Linked DNA regions of Macaca mulatta: region 1 is linked to region 2. A link is a contact called in public Hi-C data. All regions are on one chromosome and are shown on one strand. The core of a region is the stretch at or near the end of the contact, and the rest is flanking DNA. Distances in the headings are between cores, read along the strand shown. Region 1 holds the start of DGKQ (diacylglycerol kinase theta). Region 2 holds the start of GAK (cyclin G associated kinase).

Region 1 (3,893 bases), core at 1,039-3,538, 60 kb after region 2:
GACCCGGATCCATTCCAGCACTGTACAGTGAGGACTTCTGTTTTTGTTTGTTTTACCTTCCTCCAGGGAAGGTTTGCTTTTGTGTCCGCAAGTGTCCAGGTGAGCGGCTCACCTTAATTCTCTCAGGGCTTGAGGTGATTTAAGGCTGGCTTCAGTCCCCGCAAAGACAATTCTGTTTCTGGTTCACCTTTGCTTTTAGGGGATAGCCCTTTGGGGTCCCAAGAAAAGCCCAAAGTCTTTACCAGGCACCACTGCCTGAGCCTCGACTTTTGTCGTGTGGCCACAGCGTGGGGAACGCATCAGTGTGTCACCATGTCTTGTGTGGCTGGGATACGCTGTAGGGGTGTTAGGTCGCGGCCTCAAAGCTGGCCCCACCCCCTCCCGGCTTGGCCCTGCAGAGCCCCTGGGCCTCCTCCGAGCTCCCAGCGGCTTGGACGGTTCCATGCAGCGCTCTCCAGCTCTGTTGGTTGCTCTCAGGAGGTGGCTGGTCTGAAATAATTGTTTCCATTGCTGTGCCCAGCGCCATGGTGTGGGACTGGTGGTTTCTTAGTTTTTTTCAGTTCTCTGACGCTTTGAGGAATTGTTTTGAAAGCAGTTTATCTACCATTTTAGTTGTTTTCTCTGGGGTTGTTGGACGGAGGGTCTTACCTGCTGTTCCTGGAGACAGTTCTGTACTGGCATGTTTTTCTCGCCTTTCCCTTCCTTTCTTACCTTTTAGTTTTTCATTGAATTTTATTACTTTTTTTTTTGTATTACATTTTTCCTCCGTGCTAATTTGGAATATATACACACTATTTCTCTTTTAAATGGCTAATCATGACATTTTACCTTGCAATTTCAACATAAGAAGTTCTAATGTTAAGAATATTTTAACCCCATCCCCAAAATAAAAAGAGTCAGAACACTGTAACTCTAATGATCCTTCCCCCAACTTACAGAGGATTATTGTCCAGTATTTTCATTTTGTTAGTAGACTGTTCTTTTTTCCTTTTTTTTTTTGGTACTTTTTTAGAAATGGGTCTCATTTTGTCAACCAGGCTGGAATGCAGCGGTGTGATCACAGCTCGCCTCAGCCTTGAACTCCTAAGCTCAAGCAATCTCCCACCTCAGTTTCGTGGGTAGCTGGGGCTCACAGGCATATGCCATCACATCTGGCTACATTTTTTTTTTTTTTTGTACAGATGGGGTCTTGGTACGTTGCCCAGGCCGATTTCAAGTTCCAGGCCTCAAGTGATCCTCCCGCGTTGGCCTGCAATCCCAAAGTGCTGGCGTTGCAGGTGTGAGCCACCGCACCCAGCTTGTTACTTTGCTTGGATTCACACAGGCATACAGGACTATGGTTGTCCTGTGGTATCCTCGGGGTATTGGTTCCAGGACCCTCAAAGATACCAAAATTTGCAGGTGCTCAAGTACTTCATATAAAATGGCGTAGTATTTGCACATTACCTACGCACATCCCACTGTGTACTTTAGATTACTTATGATCCCTAAAACAATGTAAATGCTCTGTAAATAGCTGTTACACTGTATTGTTTTAAAATGTGTATTATTTTGGTCGCCCGCGGTGGCTCACGCCTGTAATCCTAGCACTTTGGGAGGCCAAGGCGGGCGAATCGCGAGGTCAGGAGATCGAGACCACCCTGGCTAACACGGTGAAACCCCGTCTCTACTAAAAATGCAAAAAAATTACCCGGGTGTGGCCGCGGGCGCCTGTAGTCCCAGTTACTCGGGAGGCTGAGGCAGGAGAATGGCATCAACCCTGTGGAGGCGGAGCCTGCAGCGAGCCGAGATCGCGCCACTGCACGCCAGCCTGGGCGACACAGCGAGACTGTATTGCTTTAGCTTAAAAACAATATTTTCAGTCTGCTTGGTTGAATCCATGGATGTGAAGCCAAGTGTAAGGAGGGCCCAGTGTGCTCTTCTGGGATAATTCTCCTTCTTGCTAAAGCGCACGCTTTACACGGGAGGCTGGTGCGGGAAGATCGCCGCAGCCCCGGAGATGGAGGTTGCAGTGGGCCGAGATCGCGCCACCGCACCCCAGCCTGGGCGACAGAGCAAGACTCTGTCTCAAAAACACACAAAAACAGAGAAAAACAAGACAGTAATGGCTCAACTCACATAGCACCAATGGGCCAAGCGTTCTTCTGAGCGCTTTTCGAGTCACCGGTCCTCAGAGCAACCCCTGAGGCCTGCCAGGAAGCGGAACTCCAACCCCGCCGGGATCCCGGCTCCCGGAGGCTCCCCAGCCCCGCCCACCCGGCCATCGCCCCGCCCACCAAGGCCCCGCCCCGCCGCGGCGGTCACGTGGGGTGCGCGCCCAGACTCCTATCCGGAGGCGGAACCGGCAGTGCGGCCCGAAGTCCCAAAGTCACCGAGCGTGCCCGGCCATGCGCCCCCTGCGCCCCCGCGCAACGCTGCTCGCGGTCCTGGCCTCGCTCCTGGCCGCTCCCCCGGTGGTCCCGGCCGAGGCCCCGCACCTGGTGCAGGTGGACGCGGCACGCACGCTGTGGCCCCTGCGGCGCTTCTGGAGGAGCACAGGCTTCTGGTGAGCGCTCCGCGCGCCCGCCCGCGGCCTCCGGGACCCTGTGGTCGCACGGGGAGAGCTCGGGCGCCCCCTGACTGCGCACTGTGAGAGCTTCAGAGACCGGAGCTCCCTCCTCTGGGGCCCTGGCTCTCCCGGGCCCGCCCCGCGCCGTGTTTGGGGGTGGGCTCTCCAGCTGAGTGGGTGCCAGGGCGTGAGCCTGGGGCTGGGCCCTGAGCTTGCCCAGTGGCCGCCCCCTGTAGCCCAGACCGATGCCCAGGATCCTGCTCTTTGAGGTAAACCAGGAGTCTCCCGGGAGTGGGACCCCCCTGCAGCGGGACCTGGCCTGCCTGTCCCATTCCCTCCACCTAGAGCTGAGGGCCCGCCTGCCTGGCAGGGCCGGGGCCAGGGCTGGCGTTGGCCCCTCGTCTTACGGCCGCTCCCGTTCCGCAGGAAGATGGGACCTTCCAACATCCTTGGCCCTAAGGGTCATTTTATTAGTCACTGAGCGCACGCGCAGCGCCTGAATCCCGCGCCCGGGCAGTCCTGGGCTTGAACGTGTGTGTGGGCCGCGCTGCCAGCCATGCTGAGCCTCGGGACTGAGCCGCCCCTTTGCTGTCCCCAGCCCCCCGCTGCCACACAGCCAGGCTGACCAGTACGTCCTCAGCTGGGACCAGCAACTCAACCTCGCCTATGTGGGCGCCGTCCCTCACCGTGGCATCGAGCAGGTCCGGACCCACTGGCTGCTGGAGCTTGTCACCACCAGGTGGGCGACGGGTGGGGCCTGGGTGTCCCAGAGCCCCTTACAGAGGCACAGACGGGAGGGGCAGGGCTGGGGACTGCTCAGAAGACCCCTTGTTCCCCACTTTCCGCCAAAGCACCGTGTCCTTGCTGGCCGTGCTGGGGTGAGGGCTGTGTGCTGGAGGGAGCCCCTGCATGGGGCACGGTGGGCTTCCTGCAGGTCTCCCTGGAAGCTCAGGGTGGGCTGTGCCACACCTGTCTTCTCGTGCACCCATGAGCATCCCTGTGTGTTTGCTGACTGGGCTGGGCAGGGCCAGCACCTGAGAACTGAGGGGAGGTCTTAACTGGTCACAGCACCCTGGGCCCTGATGCTGGTGCAGGTGGCCACCCTGTGACAGGGAGGCACAAGGTGTGAGGGGCACTTGGGTGTGTGGGGCCTTCTGGAAACACAGAGACCCTCATGCTCTTGGCCGGAGCCGCTGGCTCCTACCAGCAGGATGGGCACTAGGCAGGCCAGGGCATAGGGGGTCCTCTTGGCACCTTGGAGGCTGCATAATGTTGGGGGGCCCTTGTTCAAATAAGATGTCAACCCCGAGCGTCAGGCCAGGCCCATCCCTGCTGAGCCGAGGGA
Region 2 (3,650 bases), core at 841-3,340:
TCAGTTCAAAGAGACTTCAAAGAACTTAGGAGGCTGCAGGCCACCTATTAAGCTCACAAGGAGGAAATCTACAGCTCCTAATTGCATTGGTTATTTTTATCTCCTGACTCGCCTAGATAGCAAAGGGAAACAAGCTCCTTTGCAAAACCTCAGCGGCCGCCCACATTTCCTTGTTCTTCTTCCTGGGTGCTAAGTGACCCACAGGCTTCTTTCTTTACACGAATCTTCCTCTCTGGGCCCCAGTGAGGGTGCATTCTCCATCCCTCAAACCCTGATCCGTGCCATCTTCTGCTTGACTCCTTCCCAGAGCTCATACTGTGTGTACCACCCCAAGGATCCCACCGCCAAGGATCCGTCCCTATGCTGCCTCTGTCTCTCCACCGCTTGAGCACCGGTCTGAGGTTCCAGAAACCAAGTCCTGTCCGCTATGAATTTCTTAAAGAATGAAGATAACCACCTAGTATTTTCAGAATAAATGAGCTGATCTGAGAGAAATCTGTTTCTAACAGAGGATGTGAAAGAGGATCACACTTCAGCCCCCACCTCTGAAAGAAGAGCTTGGAGCTGACCAAATTGTACCCAAAATCTGTTTGGTTTTGACCACAACGGAGACAAAGTGTGTGACAACGCTGCAGTCAAAATGTCTCCGCAGACATTCTGTGATAATCAGAAGTCTGGGATAGTTTCCCATCTGGTCACAGGGCAGGCACCTGGACAGGCTAACCCTCCAGCCCTGAGAGGTACCACGGAGCTGGTGAGGGTGAGGGCTTTTGTGTCACTTCACTCCCTTGCCCTGTGCCAATACAGCAGAATAGAGTCACGCTTCCGCACCGAAGTCAACCATGTTTAGCCAACAAACTTCACAGCCAGTGAAACGTGACACACCTCCAGGCACCACTGGACAAAAAATGGAAGGAAAATCCACAACAAAGAAGGGGACTCACTGACACTGGAGATCGATTCCGTGTGAACGGAGAGGACGTTCAGGCAGCTAGAAATGGCAGGCAGAGACAAGACTGACTCAAGAGGACTTAAGCCGAGTGACCTGTCCACTCTGCAAATTCTATATAGGTCGCAACTACTGGCTCTGTTTCCTGTACCACACACAGAATCACACGAGTAGATGTTCACCGGGAAGAGAAACACTGAGGTGTTACGAAGAGCAACGGGGATCACTAGACAGAGCCCTGTCTACCCTCAGCCAACCCCCCACCCCCCAGGCTACGACCGCAACTACCTGCAACACGTGTGCATCCACCTACTGTCAAGTTCCCTGAACTGTAGAAGAATGAGCCCTAACCTCCAAAGTCCAGTCCTGTCCCTGCCTGCTCAATAACCCTAGATGTCCGGCAAAAGACCAAGGCTTAAACCCCCTCCTGCACCGCTCACCTTCTGACTCCAGCTGTCGGCCTTCCAGCACCCTCCCTCAGCCTCCGCTGTAGGCTCCCACCCAAGCTCCCTGCCTGCCACCATCCCCCACCTCACCCTAACATCTTCGCCCACCCACCCTGGGAGGTTCCCCAAGCCCCAGGCCTTGCTCCAACTTGACCCTACTCCTATCACAGGAAAGTACCCCGGCCCCAGCCTCGCCCTCCTCAATCACCGCCAGCAGGCACTGACCTACGGGGCCCCCCACTGTGACCCTCGCCTGGCCCTGACCCACGCCCTCGGCAGAGACCCTCCCCTGGCCGACCCTGACCCACAACCCACGCTGGGACCCCTAACCCACGCCCTTCCACTCCAAGCTGACGCTGCCCCCAGCGTCCCGGAGACAACACTCCGCGGCCGCACCCGCGCTGCCGACCCGGGGCCTCACCTTCGGCCAGGACCCGCCGCACCCGCAGCCGCAGCTCGCCCAGTTCCACCGTCTGCCCCACGAAATCACTCTGGTCGCGGCCGGAAGCACCGCCCAGGGAGCCTGGACCCGCCAAGAAGTCGAGCGCCGACTGCAGCAGCGACATGGCGGTGGCTGCGCCGCACCCCGCGGCAGCCGGAGTGGTCGGGCTCGGGCTCCCGCTCCCTCGCCGTCCGGGTCAGCTCAGTAACCGCCGGCCAGGAGCTGCACCATCTTCCGCCCCGACGCCGTGACGTACTCGCGCGTGAGGACGCGTCGCGTCAGGAGGCGTCGGGGCCCAGCCCCGTCCCCTTCGCCGCGGCCTCGCTTCCTGGCTGCGCGCTCCGGCGCGGAGGTCTGACGGAGACAGCGCGTGCGCGGCGTCGCCAGGCTTGTGACGAACTTCCGGTTATCAGGCTCCCGGCCGGGCTGACTCCAGAGGAGGCGTGCGGAGCGGTCGCCCGGCGATTCCCGCCCAGGTAGTTCAGCGCCCCAGCCCAACTCCCGGTACCGTTCCCCACATGGTCTGTTTTGTGGGAGGCTCCTTCTCATGTGTCTTCGATTTAAGCGCTTCGCCTACCTCTGGGTGGAGTCAGCCTCCCGTTTGCCGTTAGCGCCGCGTTTGCGAATGGGTTCGCGAATTTTTCTCTCAGTTGGCTAAGGAGCAAGGAGTTAGCGTGCGTTAAGCTATCAATAAATACTTGCTTTTTGTCTCATGGAGGTCGGAGTTTCCTGTGACGCTTAGCGACTAAGCTTGGCAGCCCCCTCCCAGCAGCCAGGCAGGCAGTTGGCAAGGGAAACGCTGCTGCACTGCCTTGTCTTCCGAGGAGAAGGCCAGGGTCTGGGCGGGAGAGTGACCAATAGTGGGAGCTGTGGGCTAGAAAACCTTCGTCCTGGGCAACCACAACACTGCACAGACTGCCCTGTGACCCTCAAGGTTCGTTCGCACCCTGACATTTTCCAAGGCAAAAGCAAGTCCTCATGAACCACTTGGAAGGGTTCATAATGCCCAACCATTTGGAGATGAAAAGGTGACGTTCCTTCTAGGATAATGAGGAAATGGCTCACAGACAGTGCATTTTTAGTTTCTGGCCCACACAGTATTTGGGGGTTGGGAGTGGGTAGCAGGAGGTGAATTAGTTGCTGTCATTTAAAGACTGATGCCAGGCGCTGTGGCTCACGCCTGTAATCCCGGTACTTTGGGAGGCCGAGGCGGGCGGATCACCTGAGGTCAGGAGTTTCAGACCAGCCTGGTCAACATGGTGAAACCCTGTCTCTACTAAAAATACAAAAATTAGCTGAGCATGGTGGCAGGTGCCTGTAATCCCAGCTACTCGGGAGACTGAGGCAGGAGAATCGCTTGAACCCAGGAGGCGGGCGCCACTGCACTCCAGCCTGAGATTCTGCCTCAAAAAAAAAAAAAATAATAATAATAATCATTGAAAGTCCTGAACGTTAAAAACCTAGTTTTCCAGCTTCTGTGGAAAAATCAAACCTGTCAATATTGGACCCCAAATGATGTGTGTTACCAGTTACCTAGAGCGGTCCCTCCAGGTAAGACACAGTGGTTTGCCTGACCAGATTGGCTCACGTATGTTACCTGCCTGGTTCCTATAGTCATTTGAGGTTGCAACCCTTTCCATAGAGTTATTTGTTCTCAAACTCAAAAATGGATTCTAAAACTCAAATCAGCCTCTTAGCCATCCCAGAAGCTAACATCTGTTATCTTTATCATTAAAAGATAATAGACTGAGCTCACTGGAACACTTACCTATTTTATGGAATGAAGTGTTACATGTAGCCAAATGAGATCTTT

The links. A called contact is a pair of places that touch in the nucleus more often than the background predicts.
Region 1: a contact with region 2 is called in a Hi-C map of liver, with 2.0 times the contacts expected there. The contact joins the promoter of DGKQ here to the promoter of GAK in region 2. A contact is called at or near these places in 2 of 14 Hi-C or Micro-C datasets (CD4 T cells and liver).

The regions. Positions count from the first base shown.
Region 1 is chr5:1,062,507-1,066,399 of T2T-MMU8v2.0, forward strand. It overlaps DGKQ (diacylglycerol kinase theta), which reads right to left and starts at 2,289. Exons shown (of 23, transcript XM_078002799.1): 1 at 2,119-2,289. All of the region lies in intron 2 of SLC26A1 (solute carrier family 26 member 1), which reads right to left. IDUA (alpha-L-iduronidase) reads left to right here and starts at 2,320. Exons shown (of 13, transcript XR_013417628.1): 1 at 2,320-2,545. It overlaps LOC100424214, which reads left to right. Exons shown (of 4, transcript XM_078002850.1): 4 at 1-1,526.
Region 2 is chr5:1,002,959-1,006,608 of T2T-MMU8v2.0, forward strand. GAK (cyclin G associated kinase) reads right to left here and starts at 2,091. Exons shown (of 28, transcript XR_013417613.1): 1 at 1,817-2,091. It overlaps TMEM175 (transmembrane protein 175), which reads left to right. Exons shown (of 12, transcript XM_078002817.1): 2 at 2,261-2,313.